Linked DNA regions of Mus musculus: region 2 is linked to region 1. The links are chromatin contacts, called in public capture Hi-C maps. All regions are on one chromosome and are shown on one strand. Each heading gives the region's core, a stretch centred on a gene start, on an enhancer-like site or on the middle of the called end of the contact. The rest is flanking DNA. Distances are from core to core; before and after follow the strand shown.

The links. Capture Hi-C pulls out chosen DNA fragments and counts their contacts.
Region 2: a contact with region 1 is called in a capture Hi-C map of embryonic stem cells, with 3 times the contacts expected there. The contact joins two enhancer-like sites. A contact is called at or near these places in 1 of 484 Hi-C or Micro-C datasets (cardiomyocytes), 1 of 115 datasets of contacts at active chromatin or transcription factors (embryonic stem cells) and 2 of 9 other capture datasets (adipose tissue and embryonic stem cells).

Annotation. Positions count from the first base shown.
Region 1 is chr13:44,407,410-44,411,102 of GRCm38.p6, forward strand. No RefSeq gene overlaps it. Among named protein-coding and RNA genes, the nearest start is that of Gm33958, 9.1 kb to the left of the region's middle. Within about 2 kb of position 2,157, at least 70 of the 459 cell types and tissues checked have an H3K27ac peak or open chromatin away from gene starts, as enhancers often do. A contact at or near this core is called in embryonic stem cells, where this site is marked.
Region 2 is chr13:44,951,011-44,955,074 of GRCm38.p6, forward strand. It overlaps Dtnbp1 (dystrobrevin binding protein 1), which reads right to left. Exons shown (of 10, transcript NM_025772.4): 7 at 2,162-2,184. Among named protein-coding and RNA genes, the nearest start is that of Dtnbp1, 49 kb to the right of the region's middle. Within about 2 kb of position 1,836, at least 28 of the 459 cell types and tissues checked have an H3K27ac peak or open chromatin away from gene starts, as enhancers often do. A contact at or near this core is called in embryonic stem cells, where this site is marked.

The DNA.
Region 1 (3,693 bases), core at 907-3,406:
ACATTAACAAAATCTAGCAGTCACTTTACAAACCACTATAATGTCTCAGGAGGGATGGAAGAAAATGGTATTTTAAGATCCTTGCAATAACTGCCATGTTAGCACAACTGTGGTTTGTTACCACACCCTTGGCTGAAGGAAATGCTAACTTTCAGTTAAGGGTTACAATAGGTTTTTTTTTTTTTTTTTTTGCCTTCCAAATTCAAGCTCCCAAATTAAGGAACACTAACCTCAATCGCCAAACTGGCAGGGAGGTCCTTATATAATTCTTGCCAGAGCAGTGTCAGGCAAGGGATTGAGGCAAAATGAGTAGTTTTGCAGTCAAATCATTAAAACAGCTTGTTTCATTGCAGAATCTGTGAAGGGGCACACACATGGGAGATACCCTCTCCTCTTATGCCTAAAAGTGGTGTCAGGAAAGTGGCGGAATCTCTCTCTGACAGAGTGATTGCTGACCAGTGAACAGACAACAGGAGCTCAGGATACGGGGTAATTAGCATTGTTTGAGGGAAGCAAGGAGATGACATAGACTGTGGCGCCAGAACTTCAGAAAACGACACAGTTCATGCCTCAGGATTATTTTCCTTTGAAAAATAACCATCGTTGCTCAGAATCAGACATAACACAGGATCTGCCTGGCTCCATTTTTTGCTTGTGATTCTGACTGGAGCAAAGACCAAACAAAGAATTTTCCTAGAGAGCAGGGGAGACAGAAACACCTAGAAACCTGCTCTCAAAGCAGCCTTTCTTGTTCCGCTGCAGACCACCATGGACGTTATGCAGCATTCTACCTTTCTGCATCCATATTGAGTATGATCAACAGCAGTTGATACCTAAGGTTGCCTCAAAGATAAATAAATAAATAAACAAAAATATGAGAAAGAGGCAATGGACACAAAAAGAATATAATAGGTCAGACCCAACTGTTATTAAACAGAACACATCAAAACAAAAAATGAGAAACCATTTGGGTTTCTTAATAACTGGCCTTTTCTAGCCAAGGACAAAGAAAGGGTTCTAGTTGGCTGGGGAAGTCAGTACCTTTTGAAAGTCTGGAGAGATCTTGCACTAGGGGAAAGCAGTGTAGATATGCAAATGTTCCATTCAAATGCAGCCTGAATATGAGGTAATTCAGTGGACAGAACTACTTTCAAGCCCCCTCTCCAGCTTAGAACTGGTCCAGACCTAACATAGCTTTATCTCCCACAGCCCACACCAAGATAATTCAAGTTGAAAGTCCATTGACAGCGCTTAGGTAGGAGAGCTTGTGGGTTCTGAAGTCTGGAATTCTCATGTAAGACTGTACGCTCTGAGACTGGAGCTCCTGGGTGGTCTCTGCGCTCCCGATGAGACTAATGGACCGATTATGCCATCCCAGAAGTTCTCCCAGTGCATCCTTTATCTTCCTTTTCCTTAGGAGTAGTTCAGAGCTTTCTTCCCCGAAGTGACCTCTGGCAGCCTCTGTGCTGATATCAACTCACATTCCCAGTGAGTGAAAGGATTAACTCAAGGTCACCAAGCAGATAGAAGGTTGAGGCTTGGGTAACACTAATGACTAACCTTGTGTGTCTTATCATTCATGGTCCTATTTATCTCAACCTGTGGATTCCTAGGATATTGCACGCGCGCGCACACACACACACACACACACACACACACACAAAGCCAAACAGGCCCTTCCTGAGAGCATTCAAGGTTGTCCCTGGTGGAGTTCACTCATCTGGAATTATCAAAGGATCTAGCACAGTGGTTAAGATTTAAAAAAAAAAAGTCCCAAGTCTAACAGCTCAGGTTTCTAACCAGGCACCCACTGGATTCCTGGAACCGTGTGGTTGGGAAACTATATATAAACTTCGGAGTTACTGCCTCTCAGGAATGTGAAATCCCATCAACCTCAGCTTTTGGCTAACCCCAAACCTCAGGGATTAAGTCCCCATGGACACACAGGTGTACTTTGCTCCAAAGAGCCCTTCAAAACCTCACCAGAGTTCTCAGCTCTCTTTGGAAATTAACAACCCCGGGTCCAGCGCCCACCGCTCAATTTAGCAATCAGTTTGTGCCTGTAGAAATGCAAACAAGACAGACTCCTGCTCCTCCCGGGCCAAGCTCCGGGCTAGAGAGCCACTGCCAGGCGGCTCCCAGGGGAGATTTCAAGAGGACTTTGCTCAGGTTTGGCATATGCTTCCTGTCCAGACCAGAACAGAGAGTTCCCATCTAGCAGCTGTGAACTCTGACTCACCTGCCTGCAGGAGAATTTCTCCATGTGACAGAGTATTTAACAAGGGCCTAAGGAGCAGGCGTGTTCTGCCGGAGTCTCTGAAGCAAGAGGACAGCTGTGCTCGGGAAGGAGCAGGCGTTGAAGATAGGAGTCTGTGCTAATCTGGAGCTCCCATCTTCTATTGTCTTCTCCCCCCTCACCCTCAGACAAACCCCAGGGTCTGGTGCTCAATTTCTCTTGAGCTAGGGTCCCTAGAGGTGGTCACACCCATACTCACTTTGTGCACTGCCTGTAGGTGTTCACATTCACTGTCCTTTCTGTTGCTTTTAAAAACCATTTACTGTATCTAGGGCTTGGCTTTTGCCGGCAGCCAATGTCACCTTGGTTGTATATACGCACGCTTGAGGTACATTTGTGAATCACTCAGCCATCACCAAAGAAACGTCTTCTCGTGGTAAATGGGACTTAACAGAGAGATCCACCACTGGACAAGGCGCAGAGGATGAGAGACTTTGGAGCACCCAGTCCTACATGGTATGCTCTATCAAACCCTTTCCCTCCACGCTCGGGGATCAACGCGGAAGAGGAACAGAAAGATTTTAAGAGCCAAAGGTAGAGGAAGACTCTAAAGAAACAGTGTCTGCCAGACGCAACAGGACCAATAGGAACTCACAGAGACTGTGGCAGAAGACCCAAAACCTGCACGTGTTCAAATCAGACAAAATGGCCGCCCTGAGAGCAGAAGTGGACACAGGGTCCCACCTCTAACTGAGAAGCTCTTTGTAACTGAGAACTCCTGGGAGAGGGGAAATCTGCTTGCTACAGTGGAGTGGCCCTGGGTTTATCAACCACACTCAGACAGGCTCTATGCCCAGGAAGCAGTTGGCCAACACAAAACAGACTCCATGTTGTTGGTTTGGGGGTGGCAGGGGGAGCTTCTTGCTTTCTTTTGTTCTGTCTTTTTGCCCCCCCCCCCGCCACGCCCTTTGTTTTAATTTTGTTGAGAGAGAGAGTAAGAAGGAGAGAAGGGAGGGAGGGAGAGAGAAGCTGTGAGCTAGTTAGGGGAGGGGGAAAGACATGATACATTATGAAAAAAAGCAATTCCTTTAAGTGCCCATGAGACCTTGTGGGTAAAAGGCTCCCATAGAACTAAGAAAGAATGCAGGGAGGTGGCAGATACTGTGCAATCCCTTGGGCTCAGAGGCTGTGGAGTGGCTGTACCACCCATAGAGTCACTTGGAATCTCAGTAGCACTCAGAACAGAATGGGTGATAGAACCCTAGAGCCCAGTGGCCAAAGGGAACCAATCCCATTTCAACGTCTGCCCTTATGAAATAAGCAGTTGCTTGAAGACTCTTACAAAATGGTTGCTGAGAATGCAAAGAAGTGAGTTGGAACCTCCCCCTTGGCCATTGCCCTCCCAGAATCGTGCTGCCAGGAGGCTGTGTTGGCTCCTTAAGGCCATGGCCACACCT
Region 2 (4,064 bases), core at 586-3,085, 540 kb after region 1:
TATTATAGGCTAATTGTACTTCTAAAGTAATGGCAAAACATTCAAATGCAAACGTTTTTCTTTCCTTCCCCTTTTCTTAAGACAGGCTCTCCTCATCTTTGGTTAGGTTGGTGATGTTGTGCTCCTGGGTTCAGGGACTCACTCTCCTACCCCCGCCTCCTAACACACTGGAGTATAAGTGCATGCCTCTGTGAATGTGAGTCTTTTTTTTTTTTTTTTTTTTTTTTTTTTGGTTTTTAAGACAGGGTTTCTCTGTGTAGCCCTGGCTGTCCTGGAACTCACTCTGTAGACCAGGCTGGCCTTGAACTCAGAAATCCACCTGCCTCTGCCTCCCAAGTGCTGGGATCAAAGGTGTGTGCCACCACTGCCCGGCCGCAAGGGTGATTCTTAAAATACACTTAAAGCGTACCTATAAGGCAAATTTTGAGTTTGGTCACATTCAAGAGCATAAATTGTTCTGTGGATAGACCTGGTGTAGATGCTGCACAAAATTAGAAATGTGCATATAAATAAGAGATTTCATCCCAAGTTGAATTACTATATCAAGCAATATGTAATACTAGCTAACCTTTTGCAAACAGTTGGTCTCTGAGAACAATACGCTACAACAAAATGCTTCATGGGGAGACGCAAGTCAAGCTGACACTTTATTATATAACATGTGCCTGCTTGTCTTTTATTGTTAGCTTGACGGGGCTTTTTTCATCTCTTTATTATATAAGAAATACTAAACTGCTCAATCAAAACAAGCAAGAAGCAAAGAGGCATTTGATGAGGATTTCAAATCTTATTTCATTCAAACTACTAGTGAAAAGCAACACCCATGCATAGGGGACCACAATTACGTAAAAGCCATGAGAGTGTGACAATACATGCCATCACGTGGTCACAGAGCAGCATCTTCAACAACTGGCCATGAGCTTAGCCACCACAGTGGGTAAAATAGAAATGTTGACAACACAGGGTCTGTTCGGTACAGCCATAGTAGGAATAGCCTTTAGGACCTTTGTCCTAACAAGTGAGGCACACAGGTAATACGAGCATAAACAACATGCTGGAGAGCCTTCAGGCACACAGTAGGTCAGTGTGAGCGAGCGCACAGGAGTTGTAACCAGCATGCTGCAGACCACAGGAGAGTCAGCGATAACTCTCTTCTTCTTTTTCTTGTCAAGAGTCTCTGGAATTAGTAACGAGCGCCTGGCAGGCGTACTGGAAGGACACTGGCTGCTTGCAAGCCTGTGTGTTGCTTTCCTAGAGGCGCCCTATGACCAGTGTGGTGGTTTCAATGAGAAATTTCCTCCATAGCCAGGCAGCCGAACACTCGGGGTCCACTGGTGGCAATGCTTGTCAGGGTTTGAGAAGATACTGCTCTGCTGAAGGGAACAGATCACTAAGGGCAGGCCTCAACAGTTCCTATCGATCATCAACCCATGTTCAGCTCTCTTCTGCTTCATGCCTGTGGTTAAGGGTGGGCCCTCTCGGCTTTGTGTTCCAGATCCCCCTGTTCCAGGCCTCCCCCGCCATTATGAACTCTCCCTCTGGAAAGGACCAAATAAACCCTTCCTCCTGTACAGTGCCTGAGCCACAGCAACAAAACAGGAACTAACACGACCAAGTAAGGAGAACATGCTGAGAACTGTTCGCTGTGTCCCCCTTAAAAAGCTCCTCTAAGATAATCTCAGAACGTGTTTCATCAAAATCTCTATTTTTACAGATGGAGAAACAAAGCCAAAGTCAAAAGACTCATCAAAGTCACAAACAGTCTAGGAACAGAACCCAGCTCTGATAAAGCAAACCTCTTGGCAGTGCATGAGGCTGTAGATACTCTGCGCTCCCTCCCCGTCTCCTCTTCTGTGACCCAGACAGGCCGTGTACAGCACAAACCAGTTTCTGAAACCCTACAGCTCCACCTGCTGAACATTTCTTCCAGGAGTTATTAGCACAAACTTTCACACAGCACCTGTGCTACAGTTAAACCAGAACTTCAAACTTACTGTGAGTAACTAAAACTTAGGCAAACAGTACTATGCCAACTCTGCTTTTTAATATAAACTACCCCGTTTATAGGAAGGAAGGAGTTATTTCCTTATCACCAAGATACAACATCTGACATCAATTAATCCTCAACTACTTGGAAGTGAAGAATTAAACAGAGAATTACCTTTGAAGGCTTCAAGCTCCTTCCTATAAGAAAAGAGAAAAGCAAATTTAAAATAATTCCTCCCCACTGAAAATTGCTCTTGCACAGTTTATGTGCTTAAAATACCCAGAATAGCTTTAGATGTTCATGTATTGACTATGCATCACTGAAAATATCAACACAATTAGACTAAAGTAATGGTTTTCATTTCTGCTCTTATCTCCTAATGGCTCAAAAACTCTACTAAAATTTAAGTTACAAAAACAAATGTAAGAATACAGAGAACATTTTCATGCTATATATGGTCCATCTCATACAGAAAAAAATTTAGAAAAGCACTTATTATAATCTTGATAAATATTGAACAATAGATTTTTAAGGTCTTCAACTAAAATTTACCAGAATAGCAGTAGTTATTTCTCCACTCAGTAGCAAAGAGGAAAAGTGAGAAAACGATATGAAAGGCTGACATTCACAGATCACCCTGCCCCTGAAGAGCCACATATCTCTAGGCCTCTTCTGGTTTGCTGAATGTCAATGTCAATTAAGGATGCTAACATGCACCCTTACATTCCTCAGGCAATACACAGTGAAGAAACAGAGAATGCTCCATAAAACCAACCCTCTGTGATAGACAAAGAGGTCACAGCAGGTTACATTCCAGTTTCCTCTTATAATTTTGTATGTTATGGCTTTCCCTGTATCAGTATTAATGAGAACATTTGAGGAGGTAAGTTTCTTTAGTAAAGACTAGCGCTCCTGGAATACAAGACTATCTGTCATTTACACTTTACGTCTTACTAAAACTGTAGGCTCGTTTAGAACTCAGGTCAGCACAGCAAGCTGACTACGATGCTGCTCACTGGCCCTTGAGGACAACCTAGCACCAGAAGCACACCAGGGTTGTGCCCTGCTGATAGGGGAAGCCTGTACAGAGGGCTGCCTGGCTCACACCGCTATCAAACGCAACAAAGTATCTGTGCAACAAGGTACACAAAGAAGCACTGCATGAACAGGTGTGTGGGGTCACACTTGCGTTTTTATCTGCTCTTTGTGAGAAGCAAGACACAGTGTAAATGGACCACAACATTTATAAAAATCTTTTCTCCACTTTCTAGGACAACTGCCCTTTTCAGGGTTAAGAGAGCCTGAAAATGGCAAATATTGACACACAAGTGACACAAGAGAGAATTTCAGGGACTTTATGTAGATGAACATTGGCCCTGAATACTGTAGTATGCTAGGAAAATCCTCTACAGCTGACCTACAAACAGGTCCAGTCCTAGAGTGGGAGGTACTTTACCTGGCATTTGGAAGACTTAGAAACAACATTCTAAAATAGCTTTTTAAAACACTCACCATTAAAATTCAAAAATTCACGGTGTCTCTCATACCCAGGATGGAAAAACTGGTGTGGCATCTCCTATAGCTAGCTCCCTCCCATACTATATTGTCTGAACATTCACAAGCCAGTAACAGTTTGGTTTGCCTTCCTTGTTTGGAGGACAAGGGAGACAGATAAAGTTTTCTTACAAGGGAAAGCAATCTGAAAATTCAGGAAATGGGTCCAAGTGGCTTGCATTCCCTTGACAAAAACAAAACCTCCAGTAATATTAAAAGCATTCCTGCACTGGCCTGGCAAGATGGCTTGCTGACATGCCTGATGATCTGAGTTAATTTCTGTAACATATGATGGAAGGAAAGAATTGACTATCACAAGGTTTCACCTCTAACCTCCATACCAGTGCTGTGGCTTGTGCGTGTGTGTATGCACACACACAGACACACAGACACAGACACACACACACAAACACACAGGGTTTTCCTTCTATCTAAGAAAGAGTTTTCTACAGACTCTGGGTCTAGCTGGGTGTGGTGGTGCACACCTGTAATCCTAGCACTCAGGAGACCATGACAGGACCAA